3 separate regions of the Mus musculus genome follow, and regions 2 and 3 are each linked to region 1. The links are chromatin contacts, called in public Hi-C and HiChIP or PLAC-seq maps. All regions are on one chromosome and are shown on one strand. The core of a region is the stretch at or near the end of the contact, and the rest is flanking DNA. Distances in the headings are between cores, read along the strand shown.

Evidence for each region. Hi-C and Micro-C count contacts between places; a contact is called where the count stands out from the background. HiChIP or PLAC-seq counts read pairs in DNA pulled down with a chosen protein or histone mark.
Region 2: a Hi-C map of B cells shows a contact between it and region 1, with 28 read pairs. The contact joins the promoter of 5830428M24Rik here to the promoter of Nemf in region 1. A contact is called at or near these places in 7 of 39 promoter capture datasets (the C10 cell line, the HPC-7 cell line, HPC-7-derived erythroid cells and 5 more), 1 of 15 datasets of contacts at CTCF or cohesin (pro-B cells), 15 of 484 Hi-C or Micro-C datasets (the AtT-20 cell line, B cells, CD4 T cells and 12 more), 14 of 115 datasets of contacts at active chromatin or transcription factors (CD8 T cells, the HPC-7 cell line, Th17 cells and 9 more) and 4 of 9 other capture datasets (adipose tissue, bone marrow-derived macrophages, liver and 1 more).
Region 3: a contact with region 1 is called in an H3K27ac HiChIP or PLAC-seq map of embryonic fibroblasts, with 16 read pairs. The contact joins the enhancer-like site here to the promoter of Nemf in region 1. A contact is called at or near these places in 6 of 39 promoter capture datasets (the C10 cell line, HPC-7-derived erythroid cells, liver and 2 more), 2 of 15 datasets of contacts at CTCF or cohesin (the NIH/3T3 cell line and pro-B cells), 52 of 484 Hi-C or Micro-C datasets (the AtT-20 cell line, B cells, the Ba/F3 cell line and 40 more), 24 of 115 datasets of contacts at active chromatin or transcription factors (the 230-238 cell line, CD8 T cells, the HPC-7 cell line and 19 more) and 5 of 9 other capture datasets (adipose tissue, bone marrow-derived macrophages, liver and 2 more).

What each region holds. Positions count from the first base shown.
Region 1 is chr12:69,355,370-69,359,174 of GRCm38.p6, forward strand. It overlaps Nemf (nuclear export mediator factor), which reads right to left and starts at 1,807. Exons shown (of 33, transcript NM_025441.3): 1 at 1,682-1,807; 2 at 910-978; 3 at 661-763. The coding sequence starts at 1,740.
Region 2 is chr12:69,473,399-69,477,203 of GRCm38.p6, forward strand. 5830428M24Rik (RIKEN cDNA 5830428M24 gene) reads right to left here and starts at 2,152. Exons shown (of 5, transcript NR_038060.1): 1 at 2,090-2,152; 2 at 1,098-1,145.
Region 3 is chr12:69,449,437-69,453,241 of GRCm38.p6, forward strand. No RefSeq gene overlaps it. Among named protein-coding and RNA genes, the nearest start is that of Gm40434, 10 kb to the right of the region's middle. Within about 2 kb of position 1,880, at least 88 of the 459 cell types and tissues checked have an H3K27ac peak or open chromatin away from gene starts, as enhancers often do. A contact at or near this core is called in the C2C12 cell line, the C3H10T1/2 cell line, the MNK3 cell line and 9 more, where this site is marked.

The DNA.
Region 1 (3,805 bases), core at 557-3,056:
GTCATAGGTGTGAACTACCATACCCAGCTCAACATTCTTTGAGAAGAGATGATGGCAAAGTACTACAAGTCTAGCACAAGAAGAAAGATCATCCTAAATATGAGATCAGTCTGCTCTGTATCAAGTTCCAAGCCACACTCCTTTAGTTCTGGTACTTGGGAGGCAGAGGTAGGCCCATCTCTTGAGTTTGAGGCCAACATGGTCTACAGAGAGATTTCTAGGACAGCCAAGGCTACACAGGCAAACTCTGTTTCAAACAACAACAACAATGAAACAACAACAACAACAACGAAACAACAACAACAACAACAAACAACAACAACAACAACAACAACAATGAAGCAAGTTCCAGGTCAGCAGATTAAGGCACATGGATCAACAACAACAACAACAACAACAATGAAGCAAGTTCCAGGTCAGCAGATTAAGGCACATGGATCAAGTCTGGGGATTTAAGTTGGATCTTACCCCTGACCCCTCATCTCACAGCAAAACTGACTCCCCCCCAGGTTGTCTTCTGACATTCACTTGAGAGCCCCAAGTTGTACCTGTTTGTTGTTTCCACCTACACAGACACACACACACACACACATACATACATACATGATAAATAGATAGATAAATGGAGTTTTAAAAATTAGCTCCAAACTTAAAATTTACCTTCATGGCAAAACTCGACGGCATCATGTTCTTAGGCCACTCAAATTCTGTTGTATGAATACGTATACCAGACTCAAGTAACAGTGTAGCTTTAAAATCAGGTCTGTTCAAGAGAAAGCCAAATTTTTCTTTAGGGAATTTGCCAAAACTTATTCTCTGAATTTAAAAAAACAAAACCTAAAATGCAGGATATATATATATATATATATATCATAATTTACCAAAAACAATCTTATAAAATATTCTTACTTTTGAAGCCGAATAAGATATGTCTTGTTATCCACATCATAAACGTTGTTTACTCTCATTCCTAGCAAGCTGAAAAAAAAAGAAACATATAACAAATCATTGTTCTTGGTTGAAGCAAAACTTTCCATCATTTATTGGTGTTGTGGAAAAGGAACTCTTCCGCTAAGATACCTCCACCGCCTATAAAGGTATCCTCAAATTAAATGTAGACTTTTAAGCACAAAAGTGGCCTGTTGATCTCAGTAACACCAGACTACTAGTGCTGGGGTGGGGTGGGGGGTGTAAATACAGTAAAATTAAGTCTAAATGACTTATTCGGAGCGGAGGAAGTAGCCGAGTCCCCGAAAATGCGACAAAGCTCACACAGCTGAATAGGCGACAAGTCCAGGACACAGGTCCAAATCTGCCCATTTCAGCTGGAAGGCCCTGCTACTTCTCTTTGGGAAGAAGGACGGGAATTCTGAAGAAGCCAGGCCGCCAGTCTGGAGCAAAGACGATCACTCCCGTTCTACCAAACGCTCGCTGCGGGACTCAGGCCACCCCGGCAAGACCTCTCGGAATCAGCGCCAGGGAGATGCAGCATCAGGCACGGTCCCCGGGGGGGGGGGGGGGGGGGGTGTCTCCCGGGGGCACCGGCCCCGGGCTCGGCCCCCAGGCCTAGAGAATCCCCGAGGCACCGGGACGACCGTGAGGCTCTCCGTCTCGCGACCACCCGGTGCCCGGCCTCCGCTCCCTCTGCTGTGAACGAGCCTGTCCACTCCCACCACCATACCTCGCATTCAGTTCCGCGAGCACTGCGCGGAGGTCAACCGTGCTGAACCGGCTCTTCATGGCTAGGCTGCGTGTCGCTACCGCAGTCCTTTCAGGGACTGAGCCGACGCAGGACCACTATGCTTCTGCGCATGAGCGCTTGGCTTGTGTCTACGGCAACCCAAATGACCCAATATTACTTATAGTGAAAGTGCGCTATTTAACCGAAGTTTGTTGTCAAATCATGATCAATTATTTTTTTCACTGTGTAAAAAAAACTCGACATAGAACTAACTACCTTCTCGAAACTGCGTCCTTTCCTTGAACAATGACCGGGTTAATCCCGTCCCCTTGTTTGGGGATTAAAATGGGTCTCCATTAGGATCCTGTAGGTCATTAACCATTAATCAGTTGCCCCAGGAAGGCGCTATCGCTCAGGATGGAAGAGCAAGGGGTCTTTCTAAACGCGAATTTGAGACTAGACAAAAACCAACGGTTGGTTTTCCCTGACTCTGACAAGCCGTAGAGATGGGTTCCTATTTTGCTGGGTACTACTCTCCGAAATAGGATTCTGCGGCATACTGTAGAATTCTCATTCAAGTTGAATGGGGTGGGGTTCTATATAGCCCGAGTTTCATAAATTCTTGGCACCTCAAATACTCAAAAATTCACTAAGTAAAGATGTCAGATAAAAATAAAGTAAGAGTTCCCATGGGAGAAGGAGAAAAAGTTCTCCTCCCACACCCCAGCGTTCTCTAAACTGCTTCAAGTTCTGCATGCTACCAATTCATACATAAATTATTCAGGGTTCAAATATACGATAGTTAATTCGTCTAAATTTTTCTTTTTAAAAGTTCTAATGTTAGTAATAAACAAATCTAAAACTAAGAACAAAAATCTACTAGTTTTGGACAGTGGAAGGTGTGTGTGTGTGGGGGGGTGGTTGTCATGGTCATTTTTGATACAGGGTCTTTCTATGTAGCCCAGGACACCTTAGAACTCTGAATTTTCTTGTCTCTGCCTTTTTGAGTGCTGAAATTACCAACACATTTAGAAACTGGAGGAATTTTAAAATCAGTGAAACATGTATTTAAAAGTTTAAAGTCATTAGCATTCACATCGCTATAAGTTCTTAGAATGGGTGACCAAAAAAGCAAAAGAAAGCAGGGAAAGTGTCAAATTTGTATATCTAAAAACATAAGGATTTTTGTAATTACTCTGCTTTTGAGACAGGGCATGCTATATAGTCAAGGTTAGTCTAAACTCACCCTATAAGCCAGGCTGTCCTCAGTCTCCCTCTGATTCCAGCCTCATTGGTATTGGAATTGCAGGTACATACTATCATGCCCAGATAGATCATAAACCTTTAATGTTGGCAAATGTGTTAATCTAGTTTCTATTGTTGTAACAAAATACCAACAGTTAAACAATGTACAAAGTTCACAGTTTTAGCAGCTGGAACTCTGAAACTGAGTAGCCACATCTATTTCAATCTAACAAGGGCAGCCCCCCTGCTACATTCCAGCATCTTGAGGGAAGCACATGGAAAGAGAGGGGGCAGTTCCGAGGTGAGACGGAAGCAGCAGGGGTGCACGCGCCAGGCTTCTTCTTATGATAGCTTCTTCATGAGTGAAACTGGTTTCTCTCAAGAACAATAGCATTTCTGATTTTTAAAGGCTTTCACCGCTACACCTGGCACCAAGCTTCCAGCACTCGAAAGGGATCTAAAACACAGCATTTTGTAGTAAGCATCAGTTTTTTATTCTATCCTAAATACAAGTAGAAGGCTAAATGTACAGCCAAAACATATACAGAGTCTTGGACATGGGGAAATTGATAGAAAATTGTAGGATATTTAAAATCAAAGTACAACCATGTTTCAGAAGAGAGCAACAGATCTGAATCTTTTTCAGCTCTTATCAGTCTTCCTCTGAGTCAAGTGTGGAGCTCTGGGGCTCATGGAGCTTCAGTGCTTCTGTAAATGGTTTCTATTACTGTTACACCAGCCATACGTGTAGAGATATAAACAATACAACGCAGTGTCTGTGCATAGCATCCAGGGATGGACCTGACTAGGGCAGTAAGAACACGAAGAAAAAGACAGACATACAGATAAAAAAGCTGGGATCAGATGGGCTGGGCCAGT
Region 2 (3,805 bases), core at 902-3,401, 120 kb after region 1:
CTGAGATGTACAGGTTGCGTAGGCTGCAGCCCTTTAGGGCCTTCTGCTGCATCATCACACATCTCAAGTCCTCATGGAACAAGAGAGCAGACCTAACGCAGCAGTGATCACGGGAATTGTCTGTTAAAGGTTCTCGTGAAGTCCCTTGTTAACGTCCTTTTTAACACCTCCTTCTTTTGTCTGTTTTTTTTTTTTTTTTTTTTTTTTTTTTTTGAGAGAGAGAGTCTTACTCTGTAGCCAAGACTGGCCTCAGACTTATTATGTCACTCTGCCTGGCCTTGAACTCAGAATCTTTCCGCTTCAGCCTCAGGTTTCAGCTCTAATGGCTGCCTGGACGCTGTTGCACTAGGCATTAAGTTCCCAGGACATGAATGTTGTGGGCATATTGCAACCACAGTGCCATCCCCGTCCCAAGTATAGCCCCTTCTCCACCCTCAATGGACCGGATAATCTGGACAGAAAGGAGAAAGCCAGAACGTGAGGCATGGCAGGGGAGAGACATCACAGAGCATGCCCAAGGCAGGTGGGGACTCCCACTGCACATTCATTCCCATGGAGGCCCGGAGCCTAAATTAAAGGTAGGAACGTAGAAGTCATTGTAAACTTCACTGCTTATGTGCTTTCAGAGGCGAGGGAGAAACACCCCCCCCCCACACACACACACACACTCCCCCAGAAGATTCAGGCTGGAAAAGACAGTCTTTGAAGCAACTCAGGGGTTTCTCAGCTGGGGCTTGTCACTTTGAAGTTCCCAACTCACTCTCATGAGGAACTGGGAGGCTCTGGGCGCTTGAAGCCAAAGTTCCATGGAACAGAAAGAGCTAAGCGCCTCCTGGCAGGAAGGGCTTAGTAACTTTAGTCAAGCAGGAGGGAGTATGGGCTGGGCTTCAGCTAAAGGGTTCGATTTCCTCCATCCTTACAGAACGGGGAGGGAGATGGGATGAAGCTTCGGACAAACAAGAGGAACAGCCTTGAGAGGAGGTGGGGTCGCCATGGAGGGTTTCAAATCCACAAAGGCCGTTCTGCTGAGGGGAAGATGAGGGGCACTGGCCTAGAGAACAGGCCCCCAGAGAGCCTAGGCTCGTGGTTTTAATTACCCAGTTAGTCATCGGTTTACTGTCATCCAAGTTTAATAAGCCTGTGACCTGTGAGAGAGAGGAAAAAAAAATTACCCAAGTGTAGCAGCCTCGAGATAGGATTCTCCAAGGCTACCAGATCTGAATAACTCGGGGTTAGGGACCCCCATCTTTTCTGTCTTTGGAACTGTGGTCTCAAGGGCAGGACCTCAGGCACTAGCTCGTCCAGCTAAGCTAGAAAATGTTTTAAGAGCCAACAGTTTATAAACGGCTCAGGGAGGGGCTTCAGAGCACAGAGCCTCTGAAGGCAGAGCCCAGAGGTTTAAGCTCCGAAAGGGGGTAGAATGGGGTGGGATGGGGGGAGGGGGGGCTGGGACCCTGATGGCCACTGGATTGTCACCCAGTTTTACTCAGGAAGCAACAGGGTCCTCATGGCCCCTGCAGTCCCTGCCAGTGCCCTGAGAGGAATGAGGGTGTTGGCTTGGCACCCTCCAGGGTAGAACTAGGCAGGGTTTTGTGCCCCCTCCCTCCGCCGACCTTGGAGCAAAGCCTGAGTTCGTGTGCCCAGCCCCAGCTTCCACGTTGAGAAACCTGATATTTCTGACTGGAACACTCCACTCTTTGTGCTTCTCGCCACAGGGGTGTCCTGCTCCTGGCTAGCTCTGCTAGCTCAGCTCAGCCTCCTGGCTTCAGTGTCCCTCCTGAGCACCTGATGGCTCCTGGTTTGCTGTGACTCACTGCTATTATAGCTGTCTGGGGCTTTTATTTCCAGTACTTCACTGTAGCTGCCCGTGACCCAGCTCCCGAGGCGGGACTTTCCACGTCGAGGGTGCCAGGCCAGCAGAGAGGAGACCACCAGTCCATCTGTCAGTATCTGAATAATTTCACACACACACACACACACACACACACACACACACACACACACACACACATCTCTCAGCCACCTAGGCTGTTTTTGGTTCCGTGAGCAGTGCAAGCCAAAGGCCCCGGCCAGGCTGTTGGGTTTTTACCTTACCCTGCGGAACCTCTTGTCACCTGCGCATGCCAGGAGTTCACCACACCGGTTCCTCTCTGAGGCCACCTTAGCAGCGGCTTCCTGTATCTACAGCCAACTTCCTGTTGCGTTCACATAATGTTTGCCTGAGTTCTTAAGGTTTCAGTTCAGTAAAATGTAAGAGCAAACTGGGACTGGATGCACCTTGGAGACCGAACTAGGGACAGCTTGGGCTCAATAGGGAGAGCCTGTTCTGAAACAAAACAAAACCCCAACAAACCCCTAATCAACCAATTAAACAACCAAGAGTGCTCCAGAGGACACAGTATACTTAAGTCGCCCAAGGTGAGGTCCATCTAACAGGAACCCCACCCACTCCCCCCAAAAAACCCATCAACGACAAAGAAACCCAAGGTCAATTAAACTCAGGAAACTACATACTCTAACCCATTTTTTGGTGACTTAAAACATACTTATATATTAAGGGTCTAAGAAGTCCTATTGCAAATCCTGTTCTCCTATAGAACCCACCTTTTCCTAAACCCAGCACGATTCTGACCACGACTCTTTTCATTTAATACCTATTTATAACCTCAAAGGCCTAGTTAATGTCTTTTGGACTGTATTTTAGGAAATTATCTAGCAGTCGTTTTTAAGTGCCAGTTCATTCTCTGGTCCATTGGTGAGTGGGATTGGATATGTACTTGGTACAGCGTTTTGAAGCTCTTTGTGGGTCAGATACCCCTTGCTGTCCGCCTTTCTTGCTTTTTGTTAGATGCAGGCGTGGACTGTTGAGTCCCTCCCTGTTTTTCCTCCACCTCCATCCCCCACCCCCAGTTCCTGGAGAGAGTCCACTTTTGGTTTTTGTGGGTCTGGGCACATTTGGAGTTGGCAGAAGCAACCAGAGGGCTTCGGTTTGTGGCTTCATCTATTTTAGAGGAGAAAAAGGGGGGTGTGGTTCAACTGGTCCCTTGGGAGTGCTGGGGAAGCTACTGGGTTTGTTTGTTTGTTTTGTTTTTGTTTGTTTGTTTGTTTGTTGTTGTGGTTGTTGTTGTTTTAAACAGCTTTAGCTTCTCAGAATGGAAAGGAAGAACACAGGCTCTAGCCTTAGAGAAACGTTTACATGGTACCTCGCCAAGGCACCTCTCCAGAATAAGGCTACAGCAGCGGGGAGGCCCCCAATGAACCGAATTTGCAGCTCAGAGTCACTTAATTCTGCATCCCTTGTTGGCTCAAAACAGAAAACGCCCATGGGAACTGGCAAATGTGACCAAAGAGGCAGCGTGTGTTTTATGAAAACAAGGGGTGGCTCCCGGGGCAGCGGCCTGGGGCAGTGGCTGGGGCTGGGGTGGACCTCAGGCCAGGAGCCCGTGAAGCTCCGCTGCCGGCCAGGAGCCCTGATGCAGCGGGGCAGTCAGGATCGCCCAGCAGCTGCCGGTCCCCGTGGGGCGCAGGTGCAGTCTGGCTTTGCATCCTGGAGCAGGACGCTGGGGAGGCGCACACTCTGAAGGCCTGCAAATTGGTTCCTGCATTCAACAGGGGAAGTCGCCACGGAGCTCAGTGGGGAGGGCAGCCCAGGGATGTTGGCTCATGGATTGTTTGGATGCCTGCTCTCTTTGCTTGCTTCCTTAGCAGGATGTGTGGGGCAAGGGGAGCGAAGCCCTTTTTAATTTTTTTGAAAATGGCTGGGCAGTGGTGGCACACGCTTTTAATGCCAGCATTAGGGAGGCAG
Region 3 (3,805 bases), core at 630-3,129, 94 kb after region 1:
CACCTAAAGAAATGTACAACATCCTTAGTCATCAGGGAAATGCAAATCAAAACGACCCTGAGGTTCCACCTCACACCAGTCAGAATGGCTAAGATCAAAACCTCAAAGGACTGCACATGCTGGTGAGGTTGTGTAGCAAGGGGATCACTCCTCCATTGCTGTGGGATCGCCAACTGGTACAACCACTCTGGAAGTCAATTTGGTGGTTTCTCAGAAGGTTAGGAATCGTTCTACTTCAAGACTCAACTATACCATTCTGAGGCATATCCCCAAAAGATGCTTCTGGGGGAAGTTGTGTGAGTTCTTCCCTTCTGTCTTGCAATTCTTACATTCCCAGGTCTGGTTACATTAGGGCAGAGCCAGCAGCCAGCAGCCCTCATCCTCAGGCTGCTGGTGTTGAATGTGAGGTTGCCCAGCTCTGACTGCGGGGAGTCCTTTCCAAAGCTGAGTGAGGACAAATCAATAACTGGCTGCACGGCTCTCCATAACACACAGGAAGATGTGACATACATCGTGGGAGAAAAACAAAAAAATCATTGATGGAAAAATTGATCTTACTAGGGAGATTCATCTGTGCTGACATTTGAAATGGACCTGAAACATGGGCTGAATATTGACATTGAAAAAAGGGTGTCAGGCTGGAGAGATGGCTCAGTAGTTAAGAGCACTGGTTGCTCTTCCAGAAGTCCTGAGTTCATTTCCCAGCAACCACATGGCGGCTCATTAATGTCTGCAACTCCAGTTCCAGGGAATGTGACGCCCTCAAACACTAATGCACCTAAAATAAAAATAAATAATTTAAAAAAGGGTGTCACTGGTATTTTTATGGTATGGTGTGTGTGTACACATGTGCACATACATGCGGAGAAGTCAGGCTCCTCTTCAGTCACTCTAGACCTTATTTTCGAAACAGTTTCTCTCACCGAGCCTGGCTCACACTGATTTGGCTAGACTGGCTGGCTTTCTGTCTCCCAAGAAGTGCCATCTCTGCCCTTTCCGAGCTGGCGTGACATTGAAATGAATGTTGGAGATCGGAATGCAGGTCCTTCTGTTTGTACAACAAATCTTTAACAATTGAACCATCTCCCCAGCCTCTGTGTTACGGTGGTATTTCTAGTTCCGGTTGCGTCTATATCTAACCAGTCCTGGCACTTTTGCAGGGCTGGTCTTAGCTGGCTCTCCCGCTCACTGGAACGTCCTGACTATATTTCAGCAGGCGAGCTTTCACCTACTTACAGCTTATGTAGCCTACCTGGGCTATAAGGTAGGCAGTGGCCCTGTCTGGCCAATAAGAAAAACATAATTGCACAGTGATTGGTAATTGATTCTTGGGTAAGCTTGTGCTTCAGTTTGGACTAGTTTGGGAGGCCTTTTTTTTTTTTTCTTTTTTATTCTTTTTTAATTAATGAATTTACTTTAAAAAGAAGAAGAAGAAGAAGTATATGGGGCAGGGCCTCTTCTTTCTGCTGGGCTCTCATCCTGAGGCTTCCTGGGACCTGTCCACAGAGCAACATGTCTAGGAGTACAGCTATCCTTCTATCCTTCATTTGAGCAATCGGAGCCATCAGAAGTGAAACTCTACTTTGAACACTTTAGGAGTGTGAGCCAGTGAGCTCACTTTTAAAGTCATCTTGCACTCTTCCCTAGCAAGGAAAAAAAATCGTACAGAAGTCTTCACTCATTTCCTTTAAGAAGCAGCTGTGGTAGGGGAAGCTGCAGCTATAAAGGGCGTTCCTAAGCTTTTCCACTAGCTGCCTTCCAGGCGAGCTTTTTAGCCCATGGCAACAAAGACCTTCGGACTTGACTCTTAAACTCTCCGGTCTGAGATTTTTTAAAACCATGGCTGACGTCTATGTACTGTGTACTTTTCCATGAATCAGAGAAGAAATATGCAGCCCTGGAGCCACAGAGCATCCAAACTGCCAATCTGTCCTTTGTGCCTCTCCAAGTCTTGTTTTCCATGTGTCACATGACAGCTGGATTTATTAACGGTTGGGTCAATAGATTATCAAGAAAAGATCTATTAACCAAGAAGTAAATTCATTTGTGAAAGAATTACACAGAGGCAGAAGTGTGTCTCTACAGTGTGTCTTCTGCTCCTCTAGGAAAACTCCTGGCTAAAGGCTGCTTCCGAAACTGTAAGAACATCATATCTTTCCCTGTGTGCTGCTATGTATGCCTCTGTTACTAAGAAGGTTTGCCCACGGTCTCTCTGAAGTTCAAACAGCTAGTCAAGGGAGTTTCTGACCCTATTTTAGAGGTGGACAATGAGGTAGACACTGATAGTCAGTATTCATCTATTTTCTCCTTGGTCCCCACAGTCAGACAGACAGATGCAGGTACGGAGTGTTTCCAGGTCAAACTTGAGGCTCTCCTAGGTGTTTGCTCTGGACTCTGCTTAGCTGTGGATGTCCTTGTAATATGGTTCTGGCTATTGTAAAGTGTGGAAATCTTCTGAGGAGTCCTGGAAAGCGGTGCTTTCTAGATATGAAACCTGGCATTTGTGGCTTCTTCCTATCTGGGACATGCGTGTGAGGCTAGCGACAAAGACACCATGTTGTAGCCTTGAGGTAACCACAAAGAAGAAAGACACATGTGAAGGATAGTGGGGCAGGAAAAAACAAAACAAAACCCAAAACAGAAACGATTGAGCAGCTAGCTAATTAATCCAGTAGGGGCAGGGTTCTGTTAGACAACCAAATGTGACCCCCAACTGATTCTGAGAACCTGGGCTGGAAGTTGAGGGTCTTGCTCACACTTCCACCAGAAGTGAGTCTTGGTGTTGCAGAAGATGCAGAATACACCCAGAGAGCACATCCCAGTTTGGTGTTGGGGAGACAGCTGCATGAAGAAACGTTCACAGCATCCTTGAGGTTGTCGTGGGAAGCTGTGGGAGCGACAAGAGGCAAAGCAGAAGTGGAGATGAAGTTGGGTGGACAGAAAGGAAAGCTGAGAAAGGAGATTCTAGCTGGACAAGAGGAGTGGAGAGAGGTAGCATGGAGGAGCCGGGGCCTACAAGCCGGCATGGTGGGGACATGGAGCAGAAGGCAGGCAGGCATGTGAAGGCGGCTGCAGAGACGGCTCATTCAGCCATCGCTACAGAATTAGCCGCCGTCAAAACCAAGTGGCTTAACTCCAGTTAATATCACTTCCCAGAATTCTACAGTTTGAGTTGGATGCAGCTGGATGGTTCTGCTTATAGAGTGTCAGTTGGGGTCTCAACACTCACAAACAAAACAACAAAACAAAACAAAATAAAAAAGACTTCTTTACTTGGCTATCTGGTGCCTCCATTCGACTGCCTAGGCCTCCCTCTCTCCCTTTAGCTTGGGTTTCTGCGTAGCATGGTGACCTCCATATGGTTGGACTTCTTTCCACGTGCAGGCTTCCAGGTGAGAGTCGAAGGTATTGCCAGTGCACTAAATGTGTGGACCCAGAAGTACCAGAGCATTGTTTCATTGTAAGCTCCATCTTAAAAGCATTTTGTTGCTCAAAGCACATCTCAAGGCCTGCCTGGTTAATGCAGAAAGTATCTTCTACTTCTGGTGGGAGAGAGGTGGGTTAGCAGTGGACTTCTTAGACTACCTGTGCAGCGGCCAGGAAGGGCAAAGATGAAGGATGACCAGTCTGTTTCTCTGGGAGGTTGATCTATCTGTGCGTCATACCCTGAGTTTCTGCTTCATGGCTGAAATTGGAGAGGAGAGTTCCTTTCAGACCCCTGACTCATCATAAGGAGCTCAGAGCAGAGTGGCTGGGTAAGGACCGGGCTTTGGACCGCCTTTCATCTCCATGTGAGATGGATTAA